2 separate regions of the Mus musculus genome follow, and region 1 is linked to region 2. The links are chromatin contacts, called in public Hi-C maps. All regions are on one chromosome and are shown on one strand. Each heading gives the region's core, a stretch centred on a gene start, on an enhancer-like site or on the middle of the called end of the contact. The rest is flanking DNA. Distances are from core to core; before and after follow the strand shown.

Region 1 (5,152 bases), core at 762-3,261, 290 kb before region 2:
TCTCTCGTCTCCTTTCTACAGAAATCTAGGGCTTTTTCTACTGTAACATTGTCATGTATGATAAAATTAGGTCAAATGAGACCCAAGCCTCCCTTCAGCTGTAAACTTGTGACTTTCACATATATGCTTAGTTTAGTGATAAAGACGGGCTTCATTGGCCTTGCTGCTGTTCCTTCTGCAGATTTGTTTATAGTCATATTTTTCTGTGCTGTGTTAGAAGTAAAAACAGATGAAACTGGGTGACTTTAGAAAAATAACTGGAAATACTAGAGTTTTTAAATGATAGCTATCAGATTGTAGGAAATATTTATTGCCATTCATGAAGCAAGCATTATTGGACAACTTAGGGCATTTTGTGCATTGGTATTTTTGTGATTTTTAAAATAAAGCCTTTCTCTCTAACTGTGACATAAAGGTGACAGAGATGGTTATGTGTCAAGTGGTCTGAGCAAGTGAGAGCAGTTAACAGTCATGTTGTAGTCTTATCTGTCTTAGTTACTAATATTTCTATTTACAACCTCATGACATTAAGCAGGGGAGTGTTTGCAGTCTTTTCTCATTGTTCTCAGTGGTCATCAAGAGTATTCCACTTGCTAGACATTTTAAATTACATATATCAATTGTAACTATTTAATAAGGCATTAAGTAAATAACGCTTTGACAAAAAGAGAATCTGAGCATGTTTTTCGTTGATGTTGATGAGTTTTGCCCCTTTCTATATTGTACTTTATAGTACCTGAGAATAAAATATCTTCAAATCTGGAGTTAGAGACAGGACCCAAGGAGCTGAAGGGGTCTGAAGCCCCATAGGAGGAACATCAATATGAACCAACCAGTACCCCCAGAGCTCCTTGGAACTAAACCACCAATCAAAGAAAACACATGGTGGAACTTGTGGCCCTAGCTGCATATGTAGCAGAGGAAGGCCTAGTTCGTCATCAATGGGAGGAGAGGCCCTTGGTCCTGTGAAGGTTCTATGCCCCAGTATATGGGAATGCCAGTGGGTGGGTTGGGGAGTAGGTGGGATGGTGAAGGGGATAGGGGATTTTCAGAGGGGAAACTAGGAAAGGGGATAACATTTGAAATGTAAATAAAGAAAATATCTAATAAAAAGTATCTTCAAACCTGATGCAATAATTTGCAGATCTATGCGTATTACGATGTGAATTCATAAAAGCTTTAATTAACAAACATTATAAGAGAAAGAACTCTGTATTTCCTGCCTTAAGTGAATGTAAATAAGAGCCTTGTGAAATGGCAGGATCACTGATTGCTAGTATGGCGGAGTGCTCTAATGAGTCATGCTACAGAGAGCAGTGCAGATTGCAGGGAACACTGGAAGAGTAGCGTGTTTTCAGGCATCGTTTTCACCTTCATTCGTTGGAGAAAATGGATCGTAATTGCATGTCATGGAGCACTTTCTTTCCTTATAGAAAGTGTCTTGATTGGATTTATCATTCTCTCTGTTTTACATCTAGTTTCCACAGCAAACAGTCTTGGGTTTGAATTGGTTTGATTACAATAATTTGTGCCTTATTCCTTCCTTCCCAACCCTATCATTTAAATACTGTCCTATAGTTTAAGCAGTAAACACTGAAGCTATCAGGATGGATTGAAGTCATGTCTTCTCACTCTCATTGCCAAACTGAGCATCACCACACTTCCCAGCGCTACTATCATGGGGTGGGGGGGGGGGGGGTTGAAGCTGCTGCTGCTTCTCCTCTTCCTCCTCCTCCTCCTCCTCCTCCTCCTCCTCCTCCTCCTCCTCCTCCTCCTCCTCCTTCTTTTGAGTAATTTGAGTTACCCAAACATATCTTATTGCTACTATTTTGCATTTAAGATGAAGATAACGTTGTTTTACTATTAACTGGAAAAGTAGATGTTGATAGACTGAAAACTCCTAATGTCAGTTTAGTCCTAATAAACAGACCCCATCTTCCATTTCTGCACTGTGTGAAGCATTCTTCCCAGTATGAACTGGAATGTGTCTTAGCGTGCCTCCGTCTGCCTTGGGATAAATAGTGTTGTCTAAATGCTGATGAGTCAGCTTTTGAGAATTATATTAATCATTTACTGTGAGCTTATTTGCAAAGGAATGAGGTTAGTTTTGGCTCATATTTCTAGAGGCATGGGCTCTGACCAGGGTTCTCTAAACTACAATAATACCATGGAGGGACATGCATGTTTCTATTATCCTCTCCCTCTCCTAGGACTCCACCCTACTCTCCTGATTCAGTCACTACCAAAAGCCCAACATCTAAATGCTGTAGTTAGAATAAGTTTCCAGCTTTTTGAAGAGATGAGTGTAAGACTCTGGAAATTAAATACCTGCAATAGATTGGGAATAAACTAAAATTAAACAAAAGATTGAAAGAGAATGAAATGGGCAAGTGCTGTTAGCCTTTACTTACAGCATCCATGATAAATGCTGCCATTTATACTCACTGCAGTTTTACGGCAGTCTAGGAATAGTGTGCTTTCCACTTAGTTCTAAATGAAAATATTAACAGAGAGAATATACACCAAGAGTAAATAGAGCGGTTTCAAGTACTGAGGTCATTGAATGCTAATAGCAAACAACTGGCCTTGCTTATTATTATAGCAAGCAGTTTTGTTAGATACTATAATATAGATGAGTTAAAACTATAAGACTAGCTATGACTACTTCAAGGGGGACTTAAAGAATGAGAGAGGGAAGGGGCCAGTGGCAAGATGGTCATTTAAAGAACAAACTAATATATCATCTCCATTAATAGAGATATTTTCACTAATTTGTAAGAGGAGAAACGAGTATTAGTGAGTTTAACTTACCGAAAGTCACAAAGACATTATCAGGGAGCCAGGTATTTGAACATATAAGCCCTAATTCCAGATATCCATGCTCTGAACCACAATTCCTTAAGGCTCTTTTGTCCATTTGGCAGGATGCAATGAAGAGATTACCATGGAGTGTGCAAGAGTTGTCAGTTAGTGCTGAGTACATCGAAATTGCAAACCTTATATCTCTGGAACAACCATTACCATTGTGTGCAGTTGTGTCATTTACCTGCAGTGATAGTTAGCCAGACATTTTACTGACCACATAAAGGAGCATCCATGAGGTTTTCTATTTTTTAGACAAGTACAACCAAGCAAAACTTACTGAATGCCATGAATAAACACAAATGTCTATGAGATTTCTAGTAGAAAATATAAGAGAAAAAGAAATTTACATGGGGAGATGGCTCAGAGTATTAAGTGCTCAGTAGGAAAGCAGAGACCTAAATTCAGATCCCCAGAAAACACACACACAGCAGAAGCAGCAGCAACAACAACAACAGACAAAGCCAAGTATGTTACATGTACCTGTAACCTCAGTACATTGGCTTAGGGAATGGTAGACAGAAGGACCTTGGGGGCTTACTGGCTAGCTAGCCAAGATGAACTGGTGAACCTCAAATTCAGTGAATCTCTCTACCTTCAAAAGACAAGTTAGAGGGTGATTGAAAAAGACACCAACCTTGACCCCTAGCCTCCACACCTGTGCCTATTATATTTATACACATGCACATATACTATACACAGCACACAGAATCAGAATGCCATTGGACCTATTATATTGGAAAGTAAATGAAGAAAGAATAACACCTGCAGACTGTAACAAACATGAGCAGAAAGGATTGCAACTGAGGAATTCTATATTCATCTATGCCTGTCACAAATACCCTGAAAGATATTTGAGTAGAGTATATGACCCCCATGAAGAAAAGGCTTGAAAGATCAAAGGGACAAGAAGAGAGTTAGCAACACAAAACAAAGAACTAAAGCAAGTGAGCAGAGAGCCGTGGAGCACAACCAAATCCAAAAGTACGAGGAGAGGAAACAGTAACATGTAAGACAAAAGACGGTTTCTTGAAACAGAAAATTCACAATAAATATATTTTAGTAACATTTCAAAATAAATTGTACTAAAGTATTCCAGCCAATTTTGGAATTAGTGAGAACAAGAAAGGTGAGATAAAATGATTTAAAAGTCTTGTAGATGTGTGTGAGGAGTTAAAAAAAAATCACAAAACTTATGTGGAAGATAGCTTTTGAAATTTCTACCTACATGAGTAAACACAGAAGTTGATAGAAAAATACAAAAAAATTAATAATATGTAATCTTTGGGGGTATTAATACTTAAAACCTAAATTCGCTAAGCTGTGTAGAGACTAACTTGTAAATTGAAAGTTATTAAGCATAGGGGGAAACTCGCATTGCCTCTGCAGTAAGTGGGAAAGGTCAGGGTGTTTTCTAAAGGAAATGGCCAATGGGAAAACGTGTAAGGACAGGAAGAGGCTAATCAATATGTTTAATTATAAAAACTCGCTTCTCTAATAATAATGTACCTTTTCAAGGAGCCTAAGCAAAAGACAACATGCACTAGGCTACGCGAATCCCTTTAATAACTGAACGGAAAATAGACACTATAGACAACTTTCTCTGATCATAAGCCAACAAGTAAAAATATGTAGTGACACATAACTAAAGCTTTAGGCACATCTATAACTAAGGTCAAAGAACATATACAAAAGTAAAACTATAGATTACCTCGAGGTTAATGTGAGAAAGACACAATTTATTTCTAAGCAGTGTTATACTGTGTAACTCATACTCAAACAAAATGTATAGCCTTAATAAATCCTAAATTAAAGGAGAAAATGGGCAGGGCATGATAGGACACATCTCTGATCTCAGTGCTGGGAGGCAGAAGCAGGAAGATTATTGTAGATTAAGGCTGGACTCTCTTTAGTGAGTTATAAACAAGACAGAGCACGCAGTAGATCTCACCACAAAAGACCAAGAAAGGAGAAAGATGAAAAATAAGATCAATAATTATCTCTTAAAAATACATATAGAAAAGGAAGAAACTCGGGATAATTGAGGGGAAAGCCTGAGTTACAGAGCCCAGAACCAAAAGAGGCTCATGTGCATTCTAGACTAACATCTGAGCAGGCAGGTACAGGGTTGGTGGGAAGTCGTGCTTGAGAAAGGAGGAATGCATAACTCCCAGGGATCAGGTCAGGGCTGATCATGTCTCTCGCTGCTGGGATTTCTCTCTTTTCTTTCTCAGCTTCCTATCTAGAAACAGACTACACTAGCTCCAGGGCCATGCATGCAGGAGTGTGT
Region 2 (5,101 bases), core at 2,260-4,759:
CCCTATCAGAAGTTAAAAATGGCCTCTCAGGCTGGAGATATGGCTCAGCAGTTAAGAGCACAGATGGCTCTATCATTAGCGACTGAGACCTGTGTCCCAACACCCACATGGTCACAACCCTCTGTAACTCCAGGTCCAGGGTATCTTATAACCTCCACAGTCAGCAGGCATGGATGTGGTGATGTGGGTATATGCATGCAGGCAAAACACTCCTAGTCATAAAATAAAATAAATATTTTTTTTAGAAATGGCTTCCCATAGATAAGTTTGTAGGAATTTAGTTGTTGCTCAGATGTAGGTACTGTTCATACTCATAAGGCTGATGGTTATGAGGTCCCCTGGGAGAGTTTAGTTGAAGTCTCTTTAGAGTTAATTCAACCCATCCAATTTCCCTGAGGAAATGGGTCCTCCAGGCTGAGTGTAAGTGGTGTAGCACTAGAAAGACTCAATCTTTTGAGCTGGGAGTGCCAGGGGATGCCCATCTATTACCCTGTCTAAGTTCCACTGTGACGTGGCCTCTTCCTCCTCTTCCTCCTCTTCAGCCATTTACAATACAACCATTTCTATTAGTAAACCACAAGAGAATGGAGTTATTTGAGGGCTTATCTCAAAGATGAGGCCTATTGAGACATATCTACTCTCTGGTTTCTATACACAAATGGAGAGGAGGCTCCCTGAGAAGCAGTAGGTGGTTGTGTGTTAAGGACCCTAATCTAGTATGTCCATCCTGAAACATACACTGATGTTGTTTTATGCCACCCCTGCTCTCAAGTAATCCTGTCTGAATGTGAGTGTGGCCTTCTAAAGTTTGACCTAACCACAGGCTGTTAGCTTTTTATCCTAAGGGTGCAATGGCTGCCACAACTCAGAGGTACTAGGCTATTTATGAACAAGCCTCAGATGTTTTAGAGAAACAAGCCACTAGCACTGAATTATCTCCTAACTCTTGTCAGACTCCAAGGTCAATACCCTGATTCTTACTTATGTAAAGAATAAAAGGGGCTCCAAACCTACTCTGTAACAGAGTAATCTTTAACTGGGTAAAGGTTCAGTGTTGTGGTTCCAGATCTACGGGTGCATGGTTTTCCTCATTCAAGTCTGGCATATGGGTTTAACAGTGGCCCCAGACTGGAGATTCCGCTCCTGCAAAGGAAGCCTCTTTCTCCCAAGAATGCTCTTGACATCTTGCTTATTTTGAAGGGAGAGAGATGTTCTGGGTGGCCTTCTTTCTTCCTGAAGATGAGCAAGTATGCAATATAAGCCATAAACTTTTAGCTAGGTAATTTGAATCTTGTTACATGACCTCCAATATCCTCTATTTTCCCCAAGTCAGAGAACCTGCATATGTAGTTTACTGGGGACACTTTCTGCAATTAAGATACAACCTACATTTGAAATGGAACAGCGTCACTGACTTGAAGTTTTCAGAGTTCCTTAATCACAGCATTGTCTTACCTTAAATCCTGACAGAAGGATTTAGATTATCCTATTGGAGTAATCTTTTTGCATACTGTGTGAAAGTGTGCCTCTGTCCTTCCTCACCTGCCTAAGGCATTGAGGCATTTTCTGATGGGCTTTAATAAAAAGCTGGTGGCCTATAACTTGGCAGGATAGGGAAGGTGGGACTTCCAGGCAGAGAGAGAGGAACTCTGGGAAGAATCGGGTGGGTGGGCATATACTAATCAGACAGGGAGGAAGTTGTAATCACTTGGCCACAGAGAGATATAACAGGTCACATGGCAAGCACATACTAGTATAGATGGGTTTAATTAATTATATGAGCTAGTTGGAAAATAGTCTAAGCTAAGGCCTGAGCTATAATAAATAATAATTGTCTCGTTATTGGGGTCAGTCTGGTGGTAGATGGTTACGTAATAGAGGCTGCTGAATTCATCTGTTCAAATGCAAACGGCTACTGAGTGTGTATTAAAGTGACTAAGGAGAAAGCGACTTTGGGTCTAAAACTGCAAACCACTTGCTTTGGCCAAAGTAGTACATACTCAGCTAATGAACTACCAACTGCTCTCAGTGTGATTTCCTTATACAGGAAATAATAATATTGGAAGGAGCCTGGCGAGTGTAATTAATAAGAAATCCTGTATCTCTTGTGGGCTTTAATTCTAGTCTAGATCCAGTTTCCATCGGGTATTGGTGATGGCAGGGAGGCTGTCCTGGCTTTAGGTGGATTTGTATTGGCTTTATTTGATTATCTCTGCTCCCTGGGCACTGGCTTTTGAGCTGCCTTAAATACTGGGCCTGCATTTTTGTTCTATGTATGTTTTCATATTTATTGATAAATCTATTTTTGAACATTGAATAGCAGTGGCTGACTTGATCGGTGACCTCCAGATTTAGTATTTGGGATGTTCTGCCCCAAAGAGTCAGTCAGGATCTTCAGAATGACTGGTATTTGCCACATTAACTGATTTCCTCATGTACAAGGAAGGTAAGGGGGGAATCTTTTCCATTTATTGATTTGGAGCCGGTTCCAGAATAAGAGACCAGGGAGTTACGCATCGTTTCACCTAGGGCTTCCTCTTCAAGTATAAAGGATTGTAATGAAAGAGCAGTAGAATGCCCTCAATAGTTTCAGTCAGGCTAGCCTGCACAAGGCCTGCTTGTGATTGATCCTGGCTTCCTTTGAAACTGGGGACAATCACATTCCCAACATTCCCTTTGCTTATCAATAGAACACTGCCTATCAATGGCATCCTGGGAAGTAAGCACCTTGTGGGTTGGCGTTGGGGAAGTGCGGTGTGATGGGTAGATTCTTCCTAATCCAATAGCCTTCCTGTTTGCAAAGGAGGCAGCCTTAATTGTCTTCACAGAACTACATAGATGATATTAGGTGGTATCTTTTCCCCAGCAATCAACAGCCTGGCCCTTTCCACCCTCTCTTCCCCCGCCCCACCCCCCTACCCCCGTCAGCTGGGCTATGCTATTGACAAAGAGCACAGCTCCTTGGTTTGACTAGGAGGCACCTGTGGGCAAAGAGCTTTGTAGACTTCAAGAGGCAACTGGGGGATAAAGTGAATACAACTTGGCCTTTAGGAATCCCAGGGTCTCCATTTGCATGCATTTGAAAGGCCCTCGCTCAGCTAGTTTTAAACTGGGGTGGACCTCCCAGTTTGTTCACACATCTCACTCCTACAAAACATTAAAATCCTGTAATAGCAGTACTCTCACATCTTACTTGGTAATTCATTACAGTACCCATTGTTGGTACTGTAAGTGCCCCCTGGCGGAAGGCTGCATTTACTGCAAGCATTTTGTAAAGTCGTTAGAGCTTTTCATCTGCCATAGGATAGCGAGAAAGGATAGGATGTTCCACCCACCAAATATGATGACGGTATATTGGAATCCCTATAAGAATTATCCAAGATCCTAGAGAAGAGTTCCTAAAACTTCTTACACGAAGCTTTAAATCTCTCATTGTGAAGAGGATGTAAACTCGGCCTTTTAAAAATCTGTCCCACTGCTGCCACCTGCTGAACACAATGGTGAAGGACAGAGGCTGGTTGCAAGACTGTGCTTAGTTGGCGGGGCTTAAGTTGGGTCTCTGTCCCTCAAGGATACCTCTGTTATTGAGTATTTCCATTTTTGCTCATGCAGAGCGTAAAGTTAGATATTTTCTGGTTGTATATTATCAATATAGTTTGAGCTTTTCTCTTAAAGCCTGTGCATAGGGTATTCTGACCACTTTCTTGTCTTCTACAAAACACATCTGGCTGGAGGGTGTCACTGAAATGTAAACTTTCACCTACTGGCCAGACCTCATGGGGAAAACAAGCAAATCAACATTTTTCATTTTAGGGTCTTCCATAGATCTTTCTTTTTAGTATTTGAGAAACCAGCCAAATAGCATGTGATAGAGACTGACTGACGATGTCCTGTTTCTTGGAAGAGGACAAGGGGGTGATGGTGTGATGCCTTGAGAATCTGGTTGGTTGCCATGTTCAGAACATTCACAGGATCCTCCTGGTTTATGGAATTTCCCAGAGAGTCTAGGGTAAAGTCTATCTCTAATAGAGACTTTAGGTGTGAGAGCCTGGAGGGTGACTACTGGTTCCTATCCTTCTTTGGGCCAGGAAGGAAGACTGGGAAGGGAATTACAGGGGGAAATGAGACCCCTCTTTCTTCCAGGCTGGCTGGGGAGAGTATGAAGCTAAAGCAGTGCCCTAAACTACAAAAACAAAAACAAAAACAAAAAACAAAACAACAACAACAACAAAAAAAAAAAACAAAACAAAAAACAAAAACAAAAAACCCCTCAAAACCCAGAAAAGTGTGTATGGTGTGTGTGTGTGTGTGTGTGTGTGTGTGTGTGTGTTATAAGTACATATTAACCCTGGAGATGGAGTTGCCAAAGGGTTGCCATGGGTTTGGACCAAGTACATTCATAGACTTTCTAGTTAGGACATGGAGTTTTGCTGAAAGTGGAACTAGAAGGAACTAATGATTGTCTCTTAAAAGTCTTTTACTTCCATTCTCTCTAAAACCTGAGTACTTGTAGAATAGAATTCCCTCCCCATTTGAGACTGGTGACTAAGGTATTGAAAACTTATCTTTTTATTCTCTCTCTCTCTCTTCCTCTCTCTCTTTGTGTGTGTGTGTGTGTGTGTGTGTGTGTGTGTGTGTGTATGTGTGTGTGTTTGTGTGAATGAGTGTTGTTTTGAGGATTGTGTGGTCTTGATTTTCATAAGCCTTGACTTATACCCATCTAGAAGGTCAGAAGAAGAAGAAATACCAAATAAAGAAAACCGGTTATGTGTTACCAGTGCACACATTGGGGCCCTCTTGCCAGCCACTTATCCTAGTATACCTGGGGCTTGATGAGCCTTGGTATTGGCTTCCTTCTTGTCTTGGAGCACAGGGGGAGGGGATGAACCCCCAGGCCACAATCCAGGAGACAGGGGACAGAACCAATGGTGTATGTCCTGCAGTCTCTTGTACCTCTGCATTCCTGATTCCATCCTGCAGCAGGCTGAGAGTTTGATTCTGACCTGCATTGCACAGAGGGCCAAATAGAAAAGGCACGAACAAGCGGCTATGTGCAAACCCATGTGTGCACTCTGGGGCTCTGTATTTGCATCTTCTTCAC

The links. Hi-C and Micro-C count contacts between places; a contact is called where the count stands out from the background.
Region 1: a Hi-C map of embryonic fibroblasts shows a contact between it and region 2, with 2.6 times the contacts expected there. The contact joins two enhancer-like sites. A contact is called at or near these places in 1 of 15 datasets of contacts at CTCF or cohesin (large pre-B cells), 6 of 484 Hi-C or Micro-C datasets (the G1E-ER4 cell line, the HPC-7 cell line, adipose-derived mesenchymal stem cells and 2 more) and 2 of 115 datasets of contacts at active chromatin or transcription factors (embryonic stem cells and large pre-B cells).

What each region holds. Positions count from the first base shown.
Region 1 is chr8:67,722,505-67,727,656 of GRCm38.p6, reverse strand. The region is part of intron 12 of Psd3 (pleckstrin and Sec7 domain containing 3); the gene reads left to right. Among named protein-coding and RNA genes, the nearest start is that of Gm32888, 140 kb to the left of the region's middle. Within about 2 kb of position 2,011, at least 17 of the 459 cell types and tissues checked have an H3K27ac peak or open chromatin away from gene starts, as enhancers often do. A contact at or near this core is called in embryonic fibroblasts, where this site is marked.
Region 2 is chr8:67,429,754-67,434,854 of GRCm38.p6, reverse strand. No RefSeq gene overlaps it. Among named protein-coding and RNA genes, the nearest start is that of Nat1, 59 kb to the left of the region's middle. Within about 2 kb of position 3,509, at least 32 of the 459 cell types and tissues checked have an H3K27ac peak or open chromatin away from gene starts, as enhancers often do. A contact at or near this core is called in embryonic fibroblasts, where this site is marked.